Linked DNA regions of Callithrix jacchus: region 2 is linked to region 1. The links are chromatin contacts, called in public Hi-C maps. All regions are on one chromosome and are shown on one strand. The core of a region is the stretch at or near the end of the contact, and the rest is flanking DNA. Distances in the headings are between cores, read along the strand shown. Region 1 holds the start of GUCY2F (guanylate cyclase 2F, retinal). Region 2 has its middle 100 kb from the start of TMEM164.

Evidence for each region. Hi-C and Micro-C count contacts between places; a contact is called where the count stands out from the background.
Region 2: a contact with region 1 is called in a Hi-C map of skeletal muscle, with 9 times the contacts expected there. The contact joins the enhancer-like site here to the promoter of GUCY2F in region 1. A contact is called at or near these places in 3 of 3 Hi-C or Micro-C datasets (induced pluripotent stem cells and skeletal muscle).

Annotation. Positions count from the first base shown.
Region 1 is chrX:105,919,630-105,925,246 of calJac240_pri, reverse strand. GUCY2F (guanylate cyclase 2F, retinal) reads left to right here and starts at 2,056. Exons shown (of 20, transcript XM_054251012.2): 1 at 2,056-2,276.
Region 2 is chrX:106,300,915-106,306,531 of calJac240_pri, reverse strand. No RefSeq gene overlaps it. Among named protein-coding and RNA genes, the nearest start is that of TMEM164, 100 kb to the left of the region's middle. Within about 2 kb of position 3,146, at least 2 of the 16 cell types and tissues checked have an H3K27ac peak or open chromatin away from gene starts, as enhancers often do.

The DNA of each region.
Region 1 (5,617 bases), core at 807-3,306:
CATAGAGCAACAAGTGTTTGTGGAACTCTAATCAAAAGAAGCAAATTTACTTTAGAAATTTTATTTATGTGCTAATTCCCAGCGACTTCTACCTATACATTTAGAATCTCATGTCTATTCAGGATTTTGGAGCATTCATTGAATGGTCCCTTGAACATCCTAGTCCTCATCAGAACCTTCTTATGAAATATATGCTGGGTACATGTATTTTACACCATGGCACCATGCAGCAGTAGATAGAGAATGGTAACTGGCCCCCACTTGCACCAGTATTGCCATCAAGTCACCTGAAATTCTACAATTAGGGATTGTTCCCCTTGGGTAGTCATGGTGTGTTTCTGGAGAGCCTATTAAAGTGCAAGTAGTCTTTGGAGGGATAGCAGGAGAGGCGCATTAGTGGAATATATCAAGGATAAACGTGAGCTTTCTTGATGCCAAATAGTCTTAGGTTTAAACTTTTTGGCTCTATTACATACTAGAATCAGAATGTCTGAGTTAAAATTCTGTCTCTACTGACCAGTGGCTGTGTGATTTTTGGTAAGTAACTTTAACCTCTCTGGACATCTCATTGGGGTCACTGTGAAGATCAAAGGAGACAGGGCTTCCAGAAATGCCTGTCACATCATCGTATTATTATTGTAATATGATACTTAGTAAGTATTATTATTGCCTACTTCATCTCTGTCTTGGCATTCTCATTTACAAAATAGAAAGAATGGGTAATATCTGTCTTCAGAGTTGTTATAAATATAAAATAATGTACATATAAAATGCCTATCGCACTAAAATAAAAAGACTGATAGATAATAACATGTTGGCAAGAATGTAGGTAAAAAGAACCCTCATGTGTTGCTGATGAGAATGCAAAATGGTGCATATACTTTAGAAAACAGTTTGCTGATTAAAAAAATGTTAAACATAGAGTTATTACATGACACAGCAATTCCCTAGGTATATGCCAAAGAGAAATAAAAACAATATGTCCATATAAAAACTTTTACACAAAGGTAATAAAAGCGATATTCACAATAGCCCAAGGTGGAAACAACCTAAATTTCCATCAACTGATAAATAGATAAAATGTGGTATATCCAATAAAGTGGAATATTATTTGGCCGCAAAAGAAATGAAGTACTGATACACGCTAGAACATGCATGAACCTTGAAAACGATATGCTAAGTGAAAGAAGCCACTTACTAAAGATCACATGTTGCATGATTCCATTTATATGAACTGTCCAGAATAGGAAAGAAAATCCATAGAGAAAGTAAACTAGTGGTGGCCTGGGGCTAGGAGGAGGAGAGAAATGGGGAGTGACTTTTAAACAAGAATTTTAAAAAGTCTTTGTGGGGATAATGAAAATATTCTGGAATTGGAAAGTCGTGGTGGTTGCATAAGCTTTTGAATGTACCTTAAAAAAAAAAACCCTAAATTGTATACTTTTGTGGTAGATAAATTATATCTCAATAAAACTATTATTAAAAAGCATTCCTCATTTAATATAAGTCACTTTTAGCCCTTAACACCTCAGCTCTCAACCTGGGAAATGAGAACAGTGCCCTGAGGGAATGATGCCCAGGACGGAGAAGAACTGATTAAGGAATACATCTAAAGTATGGGGGAAACGATGTCTCTGTACAAAGGTGTAGAGGGAAGTAGAGAGTCTCTCTTGGAAGGAAAGGCAGTGAAGGCACTTAAGGGGAATAGGAGAAGGAGACAAAATTCACCTACTTTGAATTTTGCAGGGAGCCAGCCTGCATCGCCTTTTATATTCTGAACTGGAATCACAGCTGATGAATGTTTTGCATTTAGAACTGTCTTGGAGAAAGGGCGATTGGTGGTTATTAGACAGAATGGAAAAAGGAAAACACAGGCAAAATCTGAGAGCTCGTTTCTGACTTTGAAAGGTAAAAGAAGGCAGTAGTCTGTGGAGCACGTATTTATCCACAGGACTCTAATTGTTTGTTAATCTCTGGGTCATTGCATTTAGGTCAGCATTAACTGTGCTACAGGTGGGATCAATTTAAAGGATTAGAAGTGTCACTCTAAATCCTAATCCAAGTCTTGGTCTGCGGATGCTGAATAGTGATTTTCAAAACGTTTACTAACGTTTTCAATTATTTACCATATTAATAGAATTTATCAACAGACTGGAGTCCTTGACAGGATTATGAATGCATAGAGGATGCAAAGAAATGGACACCCTGAGGCAGCTATGCCAGTGGTCTGCATGCGCAGGCAGTAAACTGAAGACATTTGAGCCGTGAATTACTTGGTGAGTAGTTGACAACTCTTGTTTATAAGAAAGATTGTAGTGGGGAAAAAAATCACAGCCCACCTGTGAGCTGAGACCCTGAGTTACATTAAATTTACTGCAATACGTAGTAAAAAAATTAAAGAATGAAGGAAAGAAGGGGTAAAGAGAGCCTTTGAGATACTTTAAGTCAAGATTTGAGCTCAAAGGCTCTCACCCAAGCTTTAGTTTAGTTTTTCTCATGATTCTTTTTTATTTCTTCCTGATGTTGTCTTATACAAGCTGTTAACTTGATTCAGGCTGTAACTAGAAAGACCAATCAATCATTCATTGAAGTCCTCGGCTTGACAAGCTAGTATGAGGAACCATTTCCCTCAGACATATTTGTCATGGTCTTTCTTTGTACATGTTTAAAGAACAGTGGTTTTCTGTGTGAAGCCAGGCTTCCCAACAGATTGTGAAAACTACCTGAAATGAAATTCCACATCCCTATGGAAACCTGATCCCATGCAGGTGTTCATACCTGAGTAATCTAGGCAACAGCCCCAGAACAACTGTGTATCAGTACTCTTCTGTCTCCAAAATTTCACACCTCACACACCTTGGTTTAGTTATATCCACATTTTCCATTAACCCTAGAAGCCTTTAGTGAGCTAATTTTTTTCTTGAACCTAAATCAGCAAGTGGAGGCTTAGGGCATCCTCCCCCATCTCCTGCCCCTTTCTTTCTCTCTCCTCCTCCCTCCCTCCCTCCCTCCCTCCCTCCCTCCCTCCTTCCCTTCTTCCTTCCTTCCTTCTTTCCTTCCTTCCTTCCTTCCTTCCTTCCCTCCTTCTTTCCTTCCTTCCACCCTCCCTCCCTCCTTCCTTCCTTCCTCCTTCCCTCTGTTCCTCCCTCCCCCTCTTTCCTTCTTTCTTTCACTTCTTCCCTATTTCCCTCTCCCTTCCTCCTCCTTCCTCTTTTCCTTCCTTCTCTCCCCCCTCCCTCCTTCCTCCCTTTCTTCCTTTCCTTCTTTTTTTTTTTTTAAAGATTAAGTTTCCTTCTGTACAATCTTAAATTGGGGGATCAAGATTAAATCCTACAGCAACATAAAACTTTCTGGTTGTCCAGGGAATCATAACAGAGTTAGAAGTTATGATCAAATGCATGACATAGATACCAGAAAAAAGTGTAAGGGCAGACCTTCAACTTGGGGACAGTTTATCTTGCAGTTAACGAAGAGAAAAGAGCAACAACAACTGAGAACGAATGGCAAGGGGCACTTTCTATCATGTGGCCTGAGGAGGGACCTGTGTTGTAAGTGCACAAATTTGAGAAATGGTCTAAAAAAGCCAACGTTTTGGAATTTGCGGTGGGTATTGTGCTTAGGAGTGAGTGACCTTCATTATAACACAAAATGCCAGCCTTAAACCTAGAATGGACAGTTAATTACTTTGATCTGAGGGGCAGCAAAAGTTTCTAAATTTTTTTTTTTACTCAAAAAGTGGTCCATCCTCCTTTGCCTACCTGCAACTGATGCTTGAAGTATACATTATATTATTAGAGATTAATTATTTTGGCATAAACTTCTCCCCACTCCTTATGAGAAAACAAACACCATTAGTTGAGAAGGAATAGAGGAGAGAGTGTCAGATGTTATCATTCATTTACATATTAGTGCAAATTGTTTAAAGCGTTTCTTTCTCTAGAGTTGTTTTTCTTTCCATTAACGAGAGGGCAGGAAGAACTGTGCTTGAGGTTTGAAGACAAATTTTACCCCTGGATAATTTTGCCAAAGGTAGGTCCTGATTAAGGCCTAAAATAGAGCATTTTAAAGAACATAGGAATACAAAACATTTTATTTGTGCTCCATATTTCCTCTTCAGTATTTATTCAACAAATGTTTGGTGGGCACCTACTATGTTTTAGGCACTGCAAAGGGCTCTGGAGATTCAATGGTGAGCAAAAACAAGCAGGGAACTTACTAACTTGGCTTTCTCGCTCCTGAAGCATATGCTTGCTTTTCTTGTTTAGATTTCTTGGACAGGCCCTCATACTCTCCATTTTTTTTTTTTTAGTTAGTCTTAGCATAGACCAGCTTCTCAATGTGTGTTTGCTAATAATAATAATAAGATAATAAGATAGCCAGTGATTTTAGAGGCCCAGGTTTTCAGTGTAGCACAACTCTAGCATCGTGGGGTAGTGGGGTCTTTACATCAAAGATCCTTGACAGAGGATTCTGTGCCAAAATTAAAAATGATCAGGAACTGGGTCTACCAGATAGTAGTAAGAGCAAACTACTTTGGGGAATCCAACTTCTGTAAGAAGCTAATTAAAACAGCAAAGACTAGAAAATGTTAAGTGAACTCAGCAATTTCAGAGTTTAGAAAAGTAACTGCCTAGATGAAGCACAGAATCCCAGTATGGATGGATGTCAGAGAAGGAAGGGTCTCGTAGATCTATTAGTCCAGCTAAGGGGGAAAAAGGAGGGACCCAGAGTGAGGAACAATCTGTCCGAGTTACATGGTGAGTCAGTGCAGAATTGGATCCAGGATCCTGGCCTTCTGATTCCCAGTGCAGTACTCTTTCCAAATAGCAAGGAAGAACCTGTGTTTGTTGAAAGACAACTGTGTGCTTAGCATTCTAACTTATTTAATTCTTCATCTCCATATGATTACATTAAATTTACCCCCATTTTGTGGATGAGGAAGTAGAAAATTGGGGCTAATATGCCGAAGGGTGTACCCTCAAGATTTCCATTCTCAAAGATTAGGATTACCTTTATATAGAATATAATGGAACTGGTACTCCCCACCCCCAGCTGTGCAGCATTGTGCCCTGAGTGAGGAGTAAGTGGGCAGTCCCAGGGCTAGGCTGGAACACTAGTGGCAAATTACTTCTGGTTGGATAATGAATCTCTGATGGCTCCTCCCAATTTACTCTGCCCCTCCCCAATTCTACCTAATTTCTTCTTTCATGGGGGTCCGAGGAACTTCTTTAAACTGCAAATGAATGATTCAAATTCAGTTTGAGTAATATAGAAGGTATAATAACGGTGGTCTCATTGACTTCATAGATGAGGGGTTATCTACAGGACTTTTATCTAGCACAGTGCCTAATCAACTGGCGTGCAAATCTTCATTCTACTGTGGTATGCCCTTAGACAAGTTACTTACCCTTTCTGAGCCTCAGTTTCATTATCTGTAAATAGTGATGATAATAATACCTACTTCAAAGGACTGTGATGAGCTTTTTAAATTCAGTTTTTAAAATGAGACAATACAGGGAAAGGGTGTAGCCTAGAGTTTGACACATAGCAAGAACTCAGTAAATCTTAGACTTTGTTATTCTAAGTGCTGATTTCTGGATTAAATGCACAGATACTG
Region 2 (5,617 bases), core at 1,897-4,396, 380 kb before region 1:
CTGGGGTCACTTGAGCCCAGCAGTCTGAGACCAGCCTGGCCAACATAGGGAGACCCCATCTCTAAAAAAAAAAAAAAATTCAGATGCACACCTGTGGTCCAGCTACTTGGGCAGACTGAGGTGGGAGGATTGCTTGAGCCCAGGAGATTGAGGCTGAAGGGAGCCATGCCCATGCCACTGCACTCCAGAATGACAGCGTGAGCAAAGTGACACCCTGTTTCAAAAACAAAAAAAATAAATACGTGCTTACAAAATGACTTAGCAACTGCACTCTTGGGCATTTATTCCAGGGAAATGAAAACTTATATTTATGTAAGACCTGTAGATAAATATTACAAATGCCCTTCAGTGGGTGAATGATTAAACTGAGGCACATCCATACTGTGGAATACAATTCAGCAATAATAATTGTAAAACAACTACAGATACGTGCAATAGTCTGGATGAGTCTTGAGAAAATTGTGCTGAATGAAAATAAGCCACTCCCGAATGCTACATACTGTACAACTCTGTCTATATGATGTTTGTGAAATGACATTTTAGAAATGGGGTACAGATTAGTGGTTGCCTAGGATTAAGGAGGTGTGGGTGGAGGGAGATGAATAGGATTCTAAAAGGGCAACAGGTGGGATCCTCGAGGCGGTGATAGCCCTGTTGAATACTCTGACTATGGTGGTGGATACGTGAACTTACATGACTGATCAAATTGTATAGAACTAAATACACATACACACATATAAGTATTAATAAAACCAGCAAAATCTGAGTAATATCGGTGGATTGTATCAATGTCACTATTCTTACTGTGATATTACAGTTTTCCAAAATGTTACCATTGGAGAAAACTGGACAAAATGCACGACAGATCTCTGTGTATTGTTTTGCCACCTGCATGTGAATCTGCAATTATCTCAATAAAAATGTCAATTAAAACAAATGACCAGTGTTGCTGGAATTTAGTGGAGCGAAGTAGAGGCCAGATTATCCACAGCCTAGTAACCCGAGGAAGGAGTCTGGATTTTGTCCAAAACCCATTGGGAAGTCATTGGAGGGGAGTCACATGAATTTATTTATATATTAAGAAATCATTCTGGTTGCTGCATGGCGGCGCCAGAGTGGGAGCAGGCAGACCATTGTAGCAGGCCAATGTTTTTCCCTGTATTGCTACCATTGTAGCAAGAAATTTCCACTAGCTTGGATCAGAAATGAGTGAAGATGGAGAGGTGGATGGATTCAGGATATATTTTGGAGGTGGAGCTAACAGAAGTTCATAGCTGCATGGATGACTCTGAAGTTCCCATTTCAGGGAATTTTCTGGAATGGGGCCACTTCTACACAAACACCCTGAGCTATTCTTATAGGACAAGTGAATTTTTAGAAATGGAATATACATTTGGGTACATGCCGACTGCCTGACGTATCACATGGGATTGGTAGCAACCTTTCTGGTAGCTTTAGACTCTAGAAATCTCAAGCAATGTGGAAATTTCTAAAATAGAATTACAAAAAAAAATGACTCCTCTTGGCAGACAGTTTAGAAAAAAGAGGTCAGCCTCCAGATGGATGCAGTCCCGTGCAGGGCACAAGGCTTGGTGAGAAGAGCATGAGCTGAATTTCAGTCCCACACTCCCTTAGCCAGGCACCATTGTGTGGAGCCCAAAACAAACCCTGGAGCCCTGCTGCCAAACGAGTCCCGCCTGCTGATATTGCGGCCTGTGAACACTAGGGGGCAGCCAACTATGTAAATTCGGCCTTCCCTTGAGTTCCTTGGGAGGGTCAGCTGTGGTGTCCCATAGACGTGGGCCGGACTTCAGCTTCAGGTAAAATTCGTTAGCTCCCGGAACTTCCCAGGCTTAGCTGGTCTGGGAAATTAATTGCTCATTAATCTCTTTGAGACTGAAGAATTGGGCTGCTGGCTCATTTGACTGGTAAAACGAACCCGGTTTCCTACAAGTGTGTTTATATCTTGCCAAGTGGAGCTATGGAATGTTTCTTAAAGCAGTTTGAAAATCTGAAAAATTCCAGCATAGTCCACATCACTCCAGTATAATTCCAACATATTTTGGTTTGCAAAAGGGATACCACTGTATTGTCAGTCAGCCAGCTAGGGAAGAGTATGATTAGAACCCAGTGTTTCCAGTTATAATTGTATCTGAGCAATCTGAGTCTCGTGGCCCCCCTTGTTAATCTCTTAGGTGGCAGCACCAATGGTCGTGAGGAGACAGGTTCGGCTGATTGTGAGAACAGTCCCACAGCCTCCTTGCCTGTCACTGATGTACAGGGCACACAGTACAAGCATTGCTTCCTAGTGGCTACTAGGTGGCCTCTAGCCTCCCCAGCCTGGGACCACATCAGCTCTGCCCCAGAGGATGGCATAAGGTGAATGTGTGAAGGTGTCGGGAGACTAGCAGAATGACATTTGGGAAAGATTTCTGAGTGCCAGATGGAGGGCCATGGCTACAATAGGGCATGGCAGCAGAAGGAGACAGAGGGGAGCATCGGGAGCCAGTGTGCTGTGTCAACCTGGGCTCAGAGAACCAAGGTGAGTGGAAATAAGGCAACTGAAGTGAAGTGGAAGAAGCAATTCCAGAACACAGGCGCCCAATGCCCTGTGGGTTGTTTCATACTGATATTTCTCTGGACAGACTGCATCTAGTTTAGTTCACGGGGCCAGGTTGAGGAAAATAACAGTAAAGCAAGCATTCTGTTCTTCTCTAGGCTGTCTCAGTCCTCTGTAAAGGTGGTAGAGGATTTGCCCTGAAAGGTGTTCTGCAGGCCCTTCTCAGGATAAATATATTTGCATGGTCAGCCTGGTACCCTGAATTATTATCGTTATTTTTCATTACAAACATGTGCTTCAAATCATTAACACAAAAGAGGTCTTGTGGAGGCCAAGACTGGCTGTGCAGCCGCGAATGAAGCCTGCTTTCCAGCAGAGGGCAGCATCCACTGGTTATAGTTTATTCCCGACCTGAACAAGCCTAGTGAAAGCTTTAGGGAGATTGAACAGGGGAGGAGAATGTGGTCTGGAAAATGTGAAGGGGGTGGATTTCCTCAGGTTTCATCTTCTCTTGCAATGTCATGGTGTATCTGGGGACTCAGCTGTTACTGAGCACTCCTCTCCATTGAGTACAGTAAAAATTAGAGAGGAACCAGAGAAGCTGACAAGGACTTTGAGGGATTGTTTGTTTTTTAATCCCCATGGAACCTTGGATAAAAGAATGATTACTTTGGCAGGAAAAGTAGCTACTAAGATTGTTTGTGGTGTGGATTTCTTTTTTGTGACCTGTAAGAACACTGGTTTTCATCTAGTTTTAACACCCTGCAAATGGTTTATCTCAATATGTGCTCATCTTCCTTCCCCTTTCCAAGGGGGCCTCCTCAAGTTCCCCTATCAGTAGCTGTCTCACTTCCTCTTATAAGTCCCCACGCAGTAGCTGCCACACTTCACTTTGGGAAGAGGAGTAACTAGGAAGGGGTAAGCTGGCTCAGAGCTTCCTTGCCCTCCTTGTCAGGGGCTCAAATCGATCTCGGTCCCCTCCCATCAAGGTTATCCAGCAACATAACAGGGACCAGTGTGTCTGCATTTGAAGTGAGGGGCTTGAGTGGGACTTGTACCCCTTTTGGCCCAAGAAAACTCAGACAAGTTTTAGCCACTTACTGATTGTAAGAAGCAGATATGGTGTTTAAACAGAGGTCTTTTGATTGCAAATCTTGTCCTTGCTTTATGACATTGGAGGGTCTTCTGGACAATAGAAACTTGATTAATGTTATTGAGAGGTCATGTATATGACACAGTGGTTAAAATCCCAGTGTCTGACAACTGGGGTATGTGTGTGTGTTGTGTGTGTGTGCGTGTGTGTGTGAATGTATATATAACATAAAATGTACCATTCTAATCATTTCTGAGTCTATAATTCAGTGGCATTAAGTCTATTCACAATGCCGTACAATCACTACTATAGGTTTTCAGAACTTTTTCATCCTCTCAAAGAGAAACTCTGTACTGACAACCAGTTTTCAATTCAGGTTCTGCCACTTAGTGGCTGTGCAAGCTTGTACAAAGTCCTTAATTTCTCAGGCCCTCCATTTCCTCATTTATAAGATGAAGATAGTAATAGCACCACCTTCATATGACTGTGTGTATATATGGTAATATTTATTATTCAATTGACTTATATCAATTGATTTGTTAACTGATGAATATTCCATATTTACTGAGTTCTTTTTATTTTTATTTTTAGATGGAGTTTTGCTCTTGCTGCTCAGGCTGGAGTGCAGTGGTGCGATCTTGGTTCACCGCAACCTCTGCCCCCCAGGTTCAAGTGATTCTCCTGCCTCAGCCTCCCGAGTAGCTGAAATTACAGGCATGCACCACCTGGCTAATTTTGTATTTTTATTAGAGACAGGGTTTTACCAGTCAGGCTGGTCTCGAACTCCTGACCTCAGGTGGTCCGACCTCCTCGGCCTCCCAAAGTGTTGGGATTACAGGCATGAGCCACCAAGCCCAGCCCATATTTACTGAGTTCTTACTCTGTGTCAAGCACTGTGCTTTAACTAGTGAGTGGCAGCGTGAAGACTTAAACTCAGATTGGCTTGGCCTTAGGGCTTGCATCTATACTGCTTCTACGGTGAGAAGTTCTGAAAATAGATGATGAAAAAGTTCTAAAAATAGATAGTAGTGATTCATTGAGATAAGGATGCTCAGGGCCTGCCACACAGCATTCCCTCAACCAATGCTAGCTAGTTATTTTAGTTATTTTTTTTAGAGATGCAGATCTCCCTCTGTTACCCAGCCTCACCTAGAACCCCTGGCCTCAAGTGATCCTCCCGCCTCAGCCTCCCAAGCAATGAGGACTACAGGCACAGCCACTGCTACACCCAGCTTAAATGCTATTTATGGTTATCATTACTGCTGTCAAATTGAGTTTGAAACTCGTACCTTCTTAGCCTCTCTGGTAGGTTGTTCTCTTCTCCTGCACAGGAATGTCACAAATAGCAATAAATTTTCCCTCCATTTATGCAGGAAAAACAGGCATGCAGCCTCTTTGATGGATGTCTGACTGACCACATCTATATGCCACCTAAGAACTGCCACCGTAGCTGTAGGGCTGAAGGATATCCATCTCTTTTTCCATTTTTTTTTTTTTTTGTCCCATGTAGGCCAGGAGCCTGGCAGGGCCAGCAGTGACAAAGGCTATCTTCCAAGGGTGAAGAAGAATGAAGGAAAATACCTTTTAGCCACTGAGCTCATAGCTACTCTCACCTCCCCTCCTCTACCCACTACCCTGTAGGCGGTAGATAACAGTGTCAAGGGAGAGAAAAGGGAAGAGAATCTTATCCTCGTCAGCCAGTCAAGCCACACCTGAAGTTCTCCCACCTCACCCTGCTGTTCTTTCAGGGCCAGTCTCTTGCTTCTGGCCACACATGAGAGAGGAGAGAATAGGGAAGTGGAACAGAATGGGGAAAATTAGGGGGCTCTGTTCTCTAGCTCCTGCTTACTTCCCCAGCCATCACTAGGGCTTCTCTTCCAAATTCACAAACCTCTTCTAGATCCCAGCATCCTTTCCACAGCAACTCACAGCCTGCAACCTGCTAGACTCTCCATCTTTACCCC